Linked DNA regions of Ovis aries: region 1 is linked to region 2. A link is a contact called in public Hi-C data. All regions are on one chromosome and are shown on one strand. Each heading gives the region's core, a stretch centred on a gene start, on an enhancer-like site or on the middle of the called end of the contact. The rest is flanking DNA. Distances are from core to core; before and after follow the strand shown. Region 1 holds the start of SMTN (smoothelin). Region 2 overlaps MORC2 (MORC family CW-type zinc finger 2).

What was found. Hi-C and Micro-C count contacts between places; a contact is called where the count stands out from the background.
Region 1: a Hi-C map of liver shows a contact between it and region 2, with 6 times the contacts expected there. The contact joins the promoter of SMTN here to the enhancer-like site in region 2. A contact is called at or near these places in 13 of 16 Hi-C or Micro-C datasets (blood, hypothalamus, liver and 6 more).

Annotation. Positions count from the first base shown.
Region 1 is chr17:69,858,170-69,864,457 of ARS-UI_Ramb_v3.0, forward strand. SMTN (smoothelin) reads left to right here and starts at 2,162. Exons shown (of 18, transcript XM_027956804.2): 1 at 2,162-2,302; 2 at 4,020-4,150. The coding sequence starts at 4,100. LOC105602949 (a long non-coding RNA gene) reads right to left here and starts at 2,029. Exons shown (of 4, transcript XR_006056751.2): 1 at 1,886-2,029.
Region 2 is chr17:69,756,049-69,762,475 of ARS-UI_Ramb_v3.0, forward strand. It overlaps MORC2 (MORC family CW-type zinc finger 2), which reads right to left. Exons shown (of 25, transcript XM_060401318.1): 6 at 3,153-3,261. Among named protein-coding and RNA genes, the nearest start is that of MORC2, 23 kb to the right of the region's middle. Within about 2 kb of position 5,058, at least 22 of the 54 cell types and tissues checked have an H3K27ac peak or open chromatin away from gene starts, as enhancers often do.

The DNA.
Region 1 (6,288 bases), core at 912-3,411, 99 kb after region 2:
ACTGAATGGAAGTTCGTTCAGTTCACTTCCGTGAACTTTAGTTTCCTCCTCTGTAGAATTTGGGTTAATACATATCTAGCTCCGTGGTCAATTTGCAACCGGCTAAATCCCATGTCAGGCATGCAGCAGGTGCTCAGTAAACATCAGGGTCCTCCTCTTGGGACGTTTTGCTCCTTCCTGTACTCTGTCTGCAAGCTTCTCCAGGACTTCACGGGCCGCCCTTTGATCTTTATTTCACCGCCATCTCGCCCCGCCCCTTTCAGATGGGAAGGGAAGGCAAGTAAGAACGGAGGAGGACCCCAGCTCTGAGGGCTTGACGGGGGATGGGGGGGACGGGACCCGTGCTTATCTTCAGTATTACCAGGAACTGGTGAGCTCGTGAGTGTCATATAAAGTCCACACAGAGACTCACCCGTGCCGTTTCTCCCTGCTGGGGGTGGGGAGCGGAGCTAGGACGAAGACGGCCATTCATTGGAGCAGACGGCCGCCACTCAGGTGGCCTACCTGTGCCCCGCCCCAGGGGGCTGTTCCAATGGGCGCGCGCGGTTTGAATAGGACCTAGTTGACCTTGGAGGGTGCTGACCCTCGTCCTGGAAAATTAAAAGGGCATCTAGGTTGGGAATTCCCTGGCGGTGCAGTGATTGGGATTCTGAGCTCTCACTGCCAGAGTGCCCGGGTTTAATTCGTAGCAAGGGAACTAAGATCCCATAACCCACGTAACCAAAAAAATAGTAATAGTAACAATAAAATAAAGTTTATTTTTAAAAATTACATCTAGTCTGACTAGAGAGAGACTAGATGCGGCTTGCTCGAATTAAAGCGCCCAAATTGGGCTCTGTTTGCTCCTCCTCCCATGTGACCTTAAGGAGTCTCTTCCCTCTCAGCGCTGGGGTTTTCCCATGTGTAAAATGGGACCACCTCTCAAGAATGTGGGGGTGAAATAAGTTGACGTCTTTAACAGAGTCTCAGAGTGGATACTGCCCCTCTGTCTAGATGGGGGTGAGGTGTGGTGGCGGATGGTCACAGAGGCTCTAGACAGTGGGGCTGAGTCTCCTGATGCAACAGGCTGAAGCCACTTCCCCACAACCCCATATCACAATGGTTAACAGCACAGGTTCTATACTCAAAACGTTCCGGTATGAATCACAGTTCCACTACCTATCACTTGTTGTCCTCAGCTGTAAAATGAGACGGTAATCTTGGGTTCATCATAGGAATTATATGCCTGGTACATGGCAAGTACAAAATAAATGAGTTTATATTATTATTGTTATTATTTGACAGACAGGACTCCAGACGCCACCTACCAGGCTCCAACTCCCTTTGGTCTCCAGGGAGACCTGCGGAAGGGACCCTGATCTCTAGCAGAAGGGACTGAGTGGTATTTCCCGGGGTGGGGTGGGGGGTCTGAGCTCTGGGGTCCCCTTATTTATTCCTTATGTTGTCTTGGGCATGTCGGCTCTCTCAGGGCCTCAATTTCCTCCATTTACTGAATGAGATTCTGGACTTGGTGTTCCCAGTTTAAAATCCCAGCGCTGCAAGAGGCCGACCCTGAGGAGCTTGGCAGGGAGAAGTGACAGATAAGGTGAATGTGTGTGCAAAGGTGTGTGGGCTGGGGAAGTGGTGTGTGATTGACCTACTCCATCTGAGGCTGTCCCTGAGGTGCCCCCACGTAGGGTCAATGTGTTGCCGGTCACTTAGTCCCTGCTCTGAGGTGGCCTGGACCAGGTGTCCTGAAAGCAGCCTGGGGGCAGCGGCCAAGCCCGGGCACTGAAGCTAGGAGGGGGCGGAGCTGAGGGAGGGGACAGGGCCTCGCGAACAAAGAGGAGGGCGGAGAGAGGCTGTGCCGAAGGCTCCGCGAATAGTACGATCCCGGGCCACTTACCCCGGCTTCGCGCGCCCTCCCCGACTTTGGCGCAAAGTTGCGTCCTTCTAGCGACGCCCACTCGACCAGCCAAGGTTGCAAGAGCAGTGGCCCCAAGACTGCAATCCTCTACTTCCAAGGCCCGCGAAGGGCGGGGCCTCCACTAGGGGCGTGGCAGTCAAAATTGAATTTCCCCAATAGGGCGGGAGTGTGGGCGGGACCCTCCCCGGAATTGGCTGGCGCGGGGTTTCGGGGCGGGGTCCTAGGGGCTGCTGGCGCGGCTGGACAGGCGGTGCTAGCAGAATCCCGGGGACGGTTGCTGAGCGGCCTGGGATCCCGGTCGCGGCGCCTTCCGCCTGGCCGCTCCTAGTCATCCATCTGTTGGATCCCGAACGACCTAGCCTGAGCCCGCGCGGGACGGGCGGACCAGACGGAGAGGTGGGTGTGCGGGGCCTCCGGGCGGCAGCAGGACCCCCGACGGGTCCGAGGGTGGCACCCGGATATGTGGACTCCCAGGGTTCTGGGACCCTCAGATCTGGGAGCTCCCACCCATCCACGGGGGCGCTAAGCCATGCGGTAAAAGTTCTGAAACCCGGGGTAAAGACGCTCACGGATCTCCAGGAGGCTCCACGACCTCCAGGGGTGTAAGTCTATGGGGGCAGAAACCCCGAGGAAGCTCCTCCGTTCCTCTGAGGCCCATCACAAACTTTTGGGACCCCACACTGTGTGACAGAGAGCCACGGGACTGGCCTGGAGCAGCGGCGGGAATTCCTAAGGAGAAAGAGACTTCCCTGGGAGTTCCAGATTCAGCATTAGGGACCCCTGCCCCTCAGAAGACATGGGGGAACTCAGAGTGTCCACAGAACCTAAGTCTGATGACTGCTCATGAAGGACCGCAGCAGAGGGAGTTTGGGCGGTTGCCACCTGTCTGAGACTACAGGGATGGGGAAGCAAGCAGCGACTTGAACAGGCAGAGTCCCGCGAACCCCAAGTGTGTGGACTAGGACACCCCCAGACCCATTCACCGGATGAGGTGACTCGAAAAGTGACTGTTCTGGGGAGGGGGAAGGGATGACTGCGGGATGAATCAGCGGGAGCAGGGGCAATCCTGAGGCCATTTCAGTCTCCGTACAGTAACTGAGCACCTCTGGAGTGTCAGGCCATGGGCCCTGGAAATTCCAGAAAGGTTAGGGCTGCAAGAGGAAGAAAAGAGTTACACTGGGAAGCTGGGCCAGGATTTAGGGGGCCATTTTGAGAGACAGTAATAGGGCAAGAGGGAGTGTCCTGAGCGCCTGAGGGCACTTTGGAAGGGGACTTCAGAAGCCAGAGGTGGCCAAGATTAAATCCTTTCCCTGCCCTCTGGGTCTTTGGGATCCTCCTTCCCCCACGACAATCCTCTGGCCCTTTCCAATCCTGTTTTTCAAAGTCCAGGAGCTGGGCGGATCAGTTTCTGAAGGCTCTTCCAGATAGGGAACTGAATTCTAAGTGTGGGAATTGGCAGGAGGAGCTGGGTGTCGGACACCTGGCTTCATGAAGTCAGGGCAGTTGGCATCGCGGGAGGGCGGGAAGGGGAGGGGTGGAGAGGGGTGTGTGCAGAGGGCTGTCCTCAAGAATTGGAAGACAGGATGTTACCTCCAATGGCTTAGGTTACCTGTGGAAGTGCGAGTGGCGAGAGCAGCAAGGATTGGGCTTGGGCTTGGGCTTAGTCCATAGCCAGAGGCTGAGCTTTTGGGATGACTGGGGGCTGGGCAGGCCCTGGGGATGGGTGGGTGGGGCAGGAAGCCATGGAGTGTGGCGGGCACCCCCTGGTGGTGAGCACAGCTTGGGTGGGCCTTGTTGGGCTCTGGCTTCACAATCCAGGTCCCTGCCGTCCCTGTTTGATGCTTAGATATGGCAAGGGCCCAGCTGAGGCCACACAGCAAGCTAGCAGTCCAGGTGACTGGACTAGGAGCTTCTCCTCTTGGTTTGTTGGGTTTTCCAGCACACACTACCTGAGGGAAGAAGGCACCTCCCAGCTAGGAGTGACATCACAGATAAGAAGGATGGGACAGCAATGCATGATCATGGGTTAGAGAGGGAAACTGAGGCACAAGAGCCCAAGTGCCTGTGGTTTCTGGAGGCCTCTGAAGGCCTGACTCACGTCTATCCCCTGCAGAATTTCCTGAGCTGGCGTCAGGTGCCACAGGCACTGGGGAACTCACCAGGAAGGGACGGACGGAGCTCAGGGCCAGCCAGATGGCGGACGAAACCTTAGCTGGGCTGGATGAGGGAGCCCTACGGAAGTTGGTAAGTGGTCCCATCATCTCTACTATGAGAACAGACAAGCCAGGCCGGAGAGGCAGGGTCTGTCCAGGATATCTCTCAGCTGACTGAGAGGAGGTGATGGGGGAGGGGCCAGAGGGAGGGCTCAGGGAAACAGGGCTAGGCCTGTTCTGCGTGGTCAATGCAGAGGTTCTGGTGGCATGTGCCCATCCATGCCAGGTGCTGAGGTTGTTCCTCCCAGCCCCCCAGTGCCACCACCTGTTTAAACAGTAACTGGTGAGGACTTGCCCATGTGCAGCCACAGGTGTGGGGAGGCTGGATTTGCCTCTCCCAAGCAACAGCCTGGGCAGTATCCACCCCTGGAGGCCAGCCCAATGATAACAGTAGCAGCAATGATTAATAATACGCCAGGGCATAGCAGGGAGCAGGCTGGGCGGCTAAGCACACCGTCTCACAGAATGGTCACAGCAGCTCCAAGAGCCAGGAGGAGAATACTGTGGCTTGGAGAGGTGAAGTCACCTGTCCAGGGACACCCAGCTAGGAAAAGGATTAGCCAGGATCCAAAGAAACCCCCAATGAGGATCATGGGAGAACAAGAGACCTGGATAAGTCAAGGCCAGAAGAGCTCATCAAGGCAGGCCTTGGGGACCCTTAGGAGCTCTGTGACTTCTAATCTATCTGTAAAATGGGAGGTGGGGGCAATGTGTGTGAACGTAATATCTAGGTCCTTCAGCTGGCATGAGGATGGAATGAGGCATGGGCCCAGATCTTGGTGTGGAAAAAGATGGGCCCCCTGTATCCCCTTTCCCTAGCTTCTTCTTGAAGCCCCTCCCCCAACATCCGTACCATGCACAGAGAGGCAGTGGGGCAATCGAGCAGGGCAAGTATGTGCCCACCAGCAAGGGCAGAGAGCAGTGGAACAGGAGAAGGGGCCAGAGCCCCACCCCCTCAGCCCCTGACCCATGTCCAGCGGGTAAATTAAAGATTTACTTTCCCTGGGAGAAGGCAAATGACCCACCCCACCCCCATTCCATTCCTTTGGAGGCAGGGGCTGGAGCCAGACAGTTCAGCCCCAATCACTGGGCAGTGCCCAGTCACTGCCATCGTCTACCCAAGGCACTCGGCCTTGGACAGCACCTCAGACTCTGGGTGTCTGCCACGGCCGCAGGCGGCTGTGTGCAACCCGAAGGAGGTGGGTTTCCAAAGGCTCCCACCCTGTCCGCTCGACTTCCCGGCAGGAAGTCAGAATCCTAACGTGGGTAGTGGAGAGAAAGCCAGGTCTCCGCGCATCCCCATCTCAGCCGCCACCCCCGCTTCATGCAGGCTTGGGCACTGGAAAAAGGGTTTCGGAGAAGCTGGAGCGTTGGCTGTAGGCCGCCCATCCCCGACCCCCTCCCTGGGAGAGGACTAGCAAGACCTCGCCCCTAGTCTCGGACCCCGAACCCCGCCTTCCCTTTCCCCAAATCCTTCCCATTCCGGCACCGGGCTCTCCGCGGCCAGGCGCCCGCCATTACTGCGCCCCAGCGCCGCCGAGGGTCCCGCCCCGCGCGCGCCGGCCTCGTGGCAGGAACGGGGGGCGTCCGGAGCCGGGCTCCTCCCCGCGGGGCCGGGCCTTATAAGGGAAAAGTTGTCCCACGCCCGAGCGTCCGGCCGATTTGGGGAACCCGAGATGCCCTCCGGACGTCGGCGCTCGCGTGCATACGCCTGCGAACTCGGAGAGAGGCTGTGCGGGAAGGGGGCACCTGGGGCCACGAACACCACGTGCGCCTCCGCCACACACCGGGACGCCCTCCGCCTCGGTCCCGGGCTGGAGATCGGGCACTGACACTAGCTGGGTGACCTGCGGAAGCTGCTTAGGTCCGCGAACCTGGGTTTCCTCTCCGTAGCCGGGGATGTTAAAGCAGGCGGTGGCGGGGGGCTTCCGGTCTGGCTGGCTCCGGGCCGGGCGCCTTGGGCCCGGCTGCTTGGGAGAGGCGTGGGCGGTGCGGGCGGCCGTGGTGGAGCGGCCCGCGTGCCTTCAGCGCCCTCTGGCGAGGCCTGGCTTCGCTGCCGGCCGGTTCCCCTTCCGTACCTGGAGGAGCCGGCACTGAGCGAATGCCTGCAAAGTCTCCCCCGTGGTGCTGGTGGGGACAGGAAGACTCCGGGGCTCAGTCGCCCCCGGC
Region 2 (6,427 bases), core at 3,808-6,307:
CTTGAAGATATCTCTAGTCTTTCCAATTCTGTTGTTTTCCTCTATTTCTTTGCACTGATCACTGAAGAAGGCTTTCTTATCTCTTCTTGCTATTCTTTGGAACTCTACATTCAGATTCTCATATCTTTCCTTTTCTCTTTTGCTTTTCACTTTTCTTTTCACAGCTATTTGTAAGGCCTCCCCAGAGAGCCATTTTGCTTTTTTGCATTTCTTTTCCATGGGAATGGTCTTAATCCCTGTCTCCTGTACAATGTCATGAACCTCATTTCATAGTTCATCAGGCACTCTTATCTAGGCTTAGAGCTGAAATAGATCTTAAATCTATTTCTCACTTCCACTGTATAATCATAAGGGATGTGATTTAGGTCATACCTAAATGGTCCAGCGATTTTCCCTACTTTCTTCAATTTGAGTCTGAATTTGGTAATAAGGAGTTCATGATCTGAGCCACAGTCAGCTCCTGGTCTTGTTTTTGTTGACTGTATAGAGCTTCTCCATCTTTGGCTGCAAAGAATATAATCAATCTGATTTCAGTGTTGACCATCTGGTGATATCCATGTGTAGAGTCTTCTCTTGTGTTGTTGGAAGAGGGGGTTTGCTATGACCAGTGCATTTTCTTGGCAAAACTCCTTTAGGCTTTGCCCTGCTTCATTCCGCATTCCAAGGCCAAATTTGCCTGTTACTCCAGGTGTTTCTTGACTTCCTACTTTTGCATTCCAGTCCCCTATAATGAAAAGGACATCTTTTTTGGGTGTTAGTTCTAAAAGGTCTTATAGGTCTTCATAGAACCGTTCAACTTCAGCTTCTTCAGCATTACCGGTTGGGGCACAGACTTGGATTACCGTGATATTGAATGGTTTGCCTTGGAAACAAACAGAGATCATTCTGTCGTTTTTGAGATTGCATCCAAGTGCTGCATTTCGGACTCTTTTGTTGACCATGATGACATATCAGTTACATATACCCAGATTTTAATATGCCCTGTCATATGTATGAGCTTTAATCTTACATCTAAGTCATCTAAAAGATCCTACTCTTATCAATTACACCTCAATAAAGCCAGGGGGGAAAAGTCCTACTCGTTCTTCAGAAACCCTGCAGCAAATGCCACTTCTCCAGAGGCATCAGCTGAACCTCCTGCAGCTGCCGGGGAGCCCTGTGGCCTGGGATTCCCTCTCCAGAGGGAACAAGTTCAGGCACCCCAGCAGGGTCGAAACTGATGCCCACTCTGTGGAGAAGGGGACTCTGTGTCTTCACAAGCTCTGTGGTGATAAACTGTTAAGAGTTCTGAGGCACTTCACTGGTTTCTAAGAACCAACCCTGGGGCTGGTTTGGACACATTCCTACCCAGCTGAAAATGATCTTATTTTAAAATCTTGGCTGAGTTCACACTAGGGTATAATCCAAAACAGTGACCTTCTAGCACCAAGTAAGGAAAAAATTTCAACCTAGCTTTTTGGCCAGGGGAATTGAGCTCCATTTGTGTTCTGAATCTGTGCCTCTCGCCACACCTCCCATCCTTTTCGGCCTTCCCAGGTGACAACCGCGTCGCTTTAACCTGCGGGCACTTCACCACTTCTGGCATCGCCTGCCATGGGAACACAAGCTCCTTTTCTTTCGGTGTTGCCACTCTCTTGATTTCCCCTGCACACCAGGACCTCAGCCATACACGACCCCTCCTCCTTCCCCTGCCCCTCTCCAACCGACTGACCACCAAATATGAGGCCCCGAGAGATGACGACCACTCCTATTTATCCAACCTCCTGCTGGAGTCCCGCCAGGCTACAGACAGCCACGGCCTCTCAACACCAGTACCCTGATCTTTCCAATCCAGCCACCAAATAGCCAAACTGATCTTTCCAAAGAGAATCTGACACTGTCATACCCTTGCTTAGATTCCCTTTAGTGGCTGCTTTTTAAGTCTCACACACTTCCCAAGGCTGGGGGGTCAAGTCCAACTTGCCCTGTCTGTTCTCCAGAGGCTTCTACCATCTGCCAAGCCCCGAACCCACTCTCAGGACCAGGACCACTAACGTGCACCCCTCCTCCTGCCACCCACAGTCATTCACGAAAAGACCTGAAGAGCCCAGCAGGGGCTGCATCCTCCGGCCCCTCCTTCCCAAGAATGCTCTCCTGCTGCGGCACCTGATTCACTGAAAAGGCAAACACGCCCTCTGGCTCACCAAGAAAACACACACGAGCTCATCTACTGCAATTCAGCCTCACATCTAAACAAGGCCAGGGCCCGTCTAAGCACAGCCAGCCAACATAGATGAGAGCCACTGAAACTCTGACCGAATCCACCTGCTTACATGACAGACATGTTCTCTGCAGACCCTCTCAGCCCCCGTTCTCAACCTCTCGCCTCCATTTCTCACAGCAAAGGAGGTGAGAGTCCAGCCTAAGGCTGGGCAGGCCAAGGCTTTCCATGATCCTCCAGTGAGCGGGTGTGGACCTCACCAGACAGCTCTGCAGATATCTGAGCCACCAGGCCCAGAATCAGCTGGGTAACGTATGTTTTTAATTACCAAAAGGTTTCAAAATCAGAATACCCTAGAGTTATTAGGCCTTCCTTTTAGCATAACAATAATCAGCTGGGGCTGAGTGTCAGCTGCCACTTACCAAAGAACTTCTACTGAATTCCATGTGTTCACCTCCTTCACCCAGGCCCCTGCGGGTAATCAGACTGCCTCTCTGATACCGACGGTGAACAGAAAATGCACTCAGGGCACATGCCACAAAATCACCATCACACCGGAAAGACAGCGCTCCTCCTATTATTACTACCAGCTGTGGTCTCCACCCGTAGTGGGGGAGGCCCCAAACACTCCCCTTGATGAAACAGCTCACTGGAGGGACACCACCGCCCCACACCCCAGGACCAAACTCAAGCTGCAGATCTAGGAGAGAGAGAGATGCACTTCTTGGCTCCTGCCACGTGCTGCCTCATTCTTGGAACAACTGTTCTCTGAAGCTGTGAGATGACACCTGCCTTAACCCCTTAACCAATTCATCCAACTAATCCCCTAACCAGGGGTGTGGCTGCAATCCTGAAACCCCAACAAGCCCAGCATACAAGTGACCTGCGAGAACAGCCTGGACAGAACCGGGAGACATGGGATGGTGCCTGGGAATATGAGGAGGGGACCCACCTCATCAATGCCTTCCTCCTCATGAAAGGTGCGTGACAGGAAGAGGCAGGTCATGGTGTCTTCCTTCTTGGTGAAGAGGATGAAATCCTTCCCAATGCGCATTGAGCCCCTGAAAGGGAAGCAGACAAGGATTACTTTCCCAGGGAATCAAAAGCTCAACTGAAAAAAGAGCAAATCCCTGCTCTGGATGTGATGAATTGCCTTTGGAGGATTCCCCCGAAGGCGTCCCTGGGGCCCAGGGCCCCCCGCTGAGCTCCCCTGTGACATCCCTCCTCCTGCCCTTCACGGGCCCAGCTCTCCTTATCACATTCTCCACAAGGCCCCACCCCACTAGGCTCTCTCCTCTCTCACCACCAAGCACCAGCACCAGCCTATCGCTTCTGTGCTCTGGGCACCTCCCAGCCACACAGGCTTCACTCCAGTAACACCTTCAACACGTCGACTTCCACGCTGAGCATATCCAGCTCTCATCCTGTCCTTGCTCCGCTCACACTAACTCCCCCATCCACTCGTCTAAGGACAGCACTGTCAGAAGAAAGGAACAGCCCACAATGCCTGTGCTCACAAGTCCTCCAAAAACCAGGGTGACCTTGAGGCTCAGCTGAATACAGGGCTAACTAGGCAAAGCATCATTGCTAAAGAGTTTCAAGGCGGCCTACCACTGGCTCATGGCCTATAACCACAGCCAACCTGGGTCTTGAATTGTTATGTCTACTTATTAAGCCACAGGTCCCTGCTGTAGGACCCAAGTGGTTTCTGAGAAATATGCCTTGAGGCTGCCTTCCAAAAGGCAGAAGTCTGAACGGAATCAACTGCTCCTTCCTCAACTTGGCCGAGTTAATCCTTCTGAGGAGGAGGCAAGGACACACCTTTCCCAACAATATGGAACAGGGTAAAAGTGTGAAACACTGGCGGAGGGGTGCCCACCGAACAATGGCCACGCAGTTCCTATCTCCTGAGCAGCTTCTGTTACCCCATTAGTCCTCTAAGACCCCAGGGCGGTGATGGTGTTGGGAAGCCTTATTACTCTCCTCTGTGTACAAACACAAGCTGGGCTGGCATGCCAAGCACACAAGTGAATGCCACGACCCATTTCCCCAAACATTCGGGAAAACTCCAGGACACTATCCAGAGACACCCTGGGGGCTGCCAAGTTCTGTCTCTCCTCGGTTTTCTGAGGCGCTGGCAATGCTCCCTCCCCCAGACAATCCCTCCTCCTGCCTCCCTGCTGCTAAGTCACTCCAGTCGTGTCCAACTCTGTGCGACCTCATAGGCGCCCTCCTACCAGGTTCCTCTGTCCTTGGGACTCTCCAGGCAAGAACACTGGAGTGGGTTGCCATTTCCCTCTCCAACGCATGAAAGTGAAAAGTGAAAGTGAAGTTGCTCAGTCGTGTCCGATTCTTAGTGACCCCACGGACTACAGCCTACCAGGCTCCTCTGTCCATTGGATTTTCCAGGCGAGAGTACTGGAGTGGGGTGCCTTTGCCTTCTCCTCCCTGAAGCCTACTGGAGGCAAAATGCGGCCCGCTCCAGTGTTCTTGCCTGGAGAGTCCCAGGGACAGAGGAGCCTGGTGGGCTGCCATCTATGGGGTCACACAGAGTCGGACACGACTGAAGTGACTTAGCAGCAGCAGCAGCAGCTTGCCTTCTGTCAAAGCCTGCCCATGCCCTAATTTGGCAAAACCTCACTTTTGTGCCTCTTCCCTCTATCTTTGATCCTGACCTTGGAGGGGAAATAAATAGCAACCACTCAAAAATGCCACTTCTCTGCCGACTTCTCTGCTTCTTAGCCCTCTTCTCACCACAAATCACTTCCTCCTGAAACTCTCAATTTCTAAATTCATCTCAAAATGAATTCAGTCTGAACACTAGATGGCCCCATCTCAATGACTCCTCCCCAAAACACATTCTACTAAAATATGCTGATGACAACACTCCCAACTTCTGTGTGTTTTCCTTCCTGGTATTCTAAGTACTTTCAGACTCACATTTCATCTGCTCCTGAAACTTGCTCAGCAAGGAAGAATGTCAGAGATTAGAAACCCATATTCTACAGCAGGAAACAGACATTCAGAGAGGTGAAAGGGCTTGTCTGCAGCCACAGAGCTGAAGGAACCACATAGGGGGAGGCTGCCTACCATCAGAAGGGAAATCAGGGCTTCTTACATCTGACATATCAGTGGTTGGAAGCTTAGATGACCACACCAGAATCACCTAGGGAACACATCGGGGGAAAAAAAAGGTTCCCAGACCCTACCCCAGGTCCACCAAATCAGGCCAAAAATTTAGCATGGAAAGATTAAAGAAGGAGAGAGAAAATCAGAAGTGAGAAACCAGGCTAGGGCAACCCACAGCCCTGAGTGACAGCACGTAGTTCTTAACCCACTCACATGTGTTACATCCCAAGTTACAAAGGAGGACACTGAGCCTCAGAAGGGTAAGTGACTGATGCCACATCTGAACTCTGGTTCGTCTGACTGAAGCGAGGCAGACAGCAGCTCCGGCCTTGCCATCAGAAAGACGTGGTGCACACCTCAGCTCTACACCTGGGCATTTTCACACCTTTGGGCAAGTCACTTCATCCAGATAAACCTTGCTTCTCACATCTGAAGCTGAGAATCATGGTACTTACACCTCACAGGGCGTGGGTAAGGACTGAACTAAATCACCCAGGTGAAGTTTTCAGCAGTGTCCAGCACGTGCTAAGTGCCTGACACTGAGAGACAAGTGGGAAGTCCAGGTATTAGGTCTGTGTTGTTGGGGGAGGCATCGTCTCTCTTCCGCACAAGCCCGAGCCTGCTGCACAGATGCACAACCGATGCTGCTGCCCGGCCGAACACAATACGTTTCCACAGCAAGACCAGAACCATGACTCAGAACTCCATCTGCACAAACTCTAATCCCAATAAATCTTATTCCATCCAAAGGTATGTACAGCTGGAAGTGAGCATTTCAGAAATAGAAACCTTTCTCTTGGGGCTTCGCTCAAAACCAGAACAACACATTCCACACGCCAAACAAGTGGGAACCAAGGGGCTGAGAAAGAAGTCTCAAGGGATCTGAAGACATTAGGTAAGTTCCTGCTACAGGGCCTGGCAGGACATGTGAGCAGCAACCAGGCCCTCCATGTGGGGGAGGCTTTGGGTCTCTCTCTCACCCTGGATCCCCAGTGTCTGGCACAAAGCATGACAGGTGCTCTGGAAACAACGCTGCATCGGGGGACCCTCACCATCTCAGACGCATCCCCAGCACACAAAACCATGAGCATCCTCAAT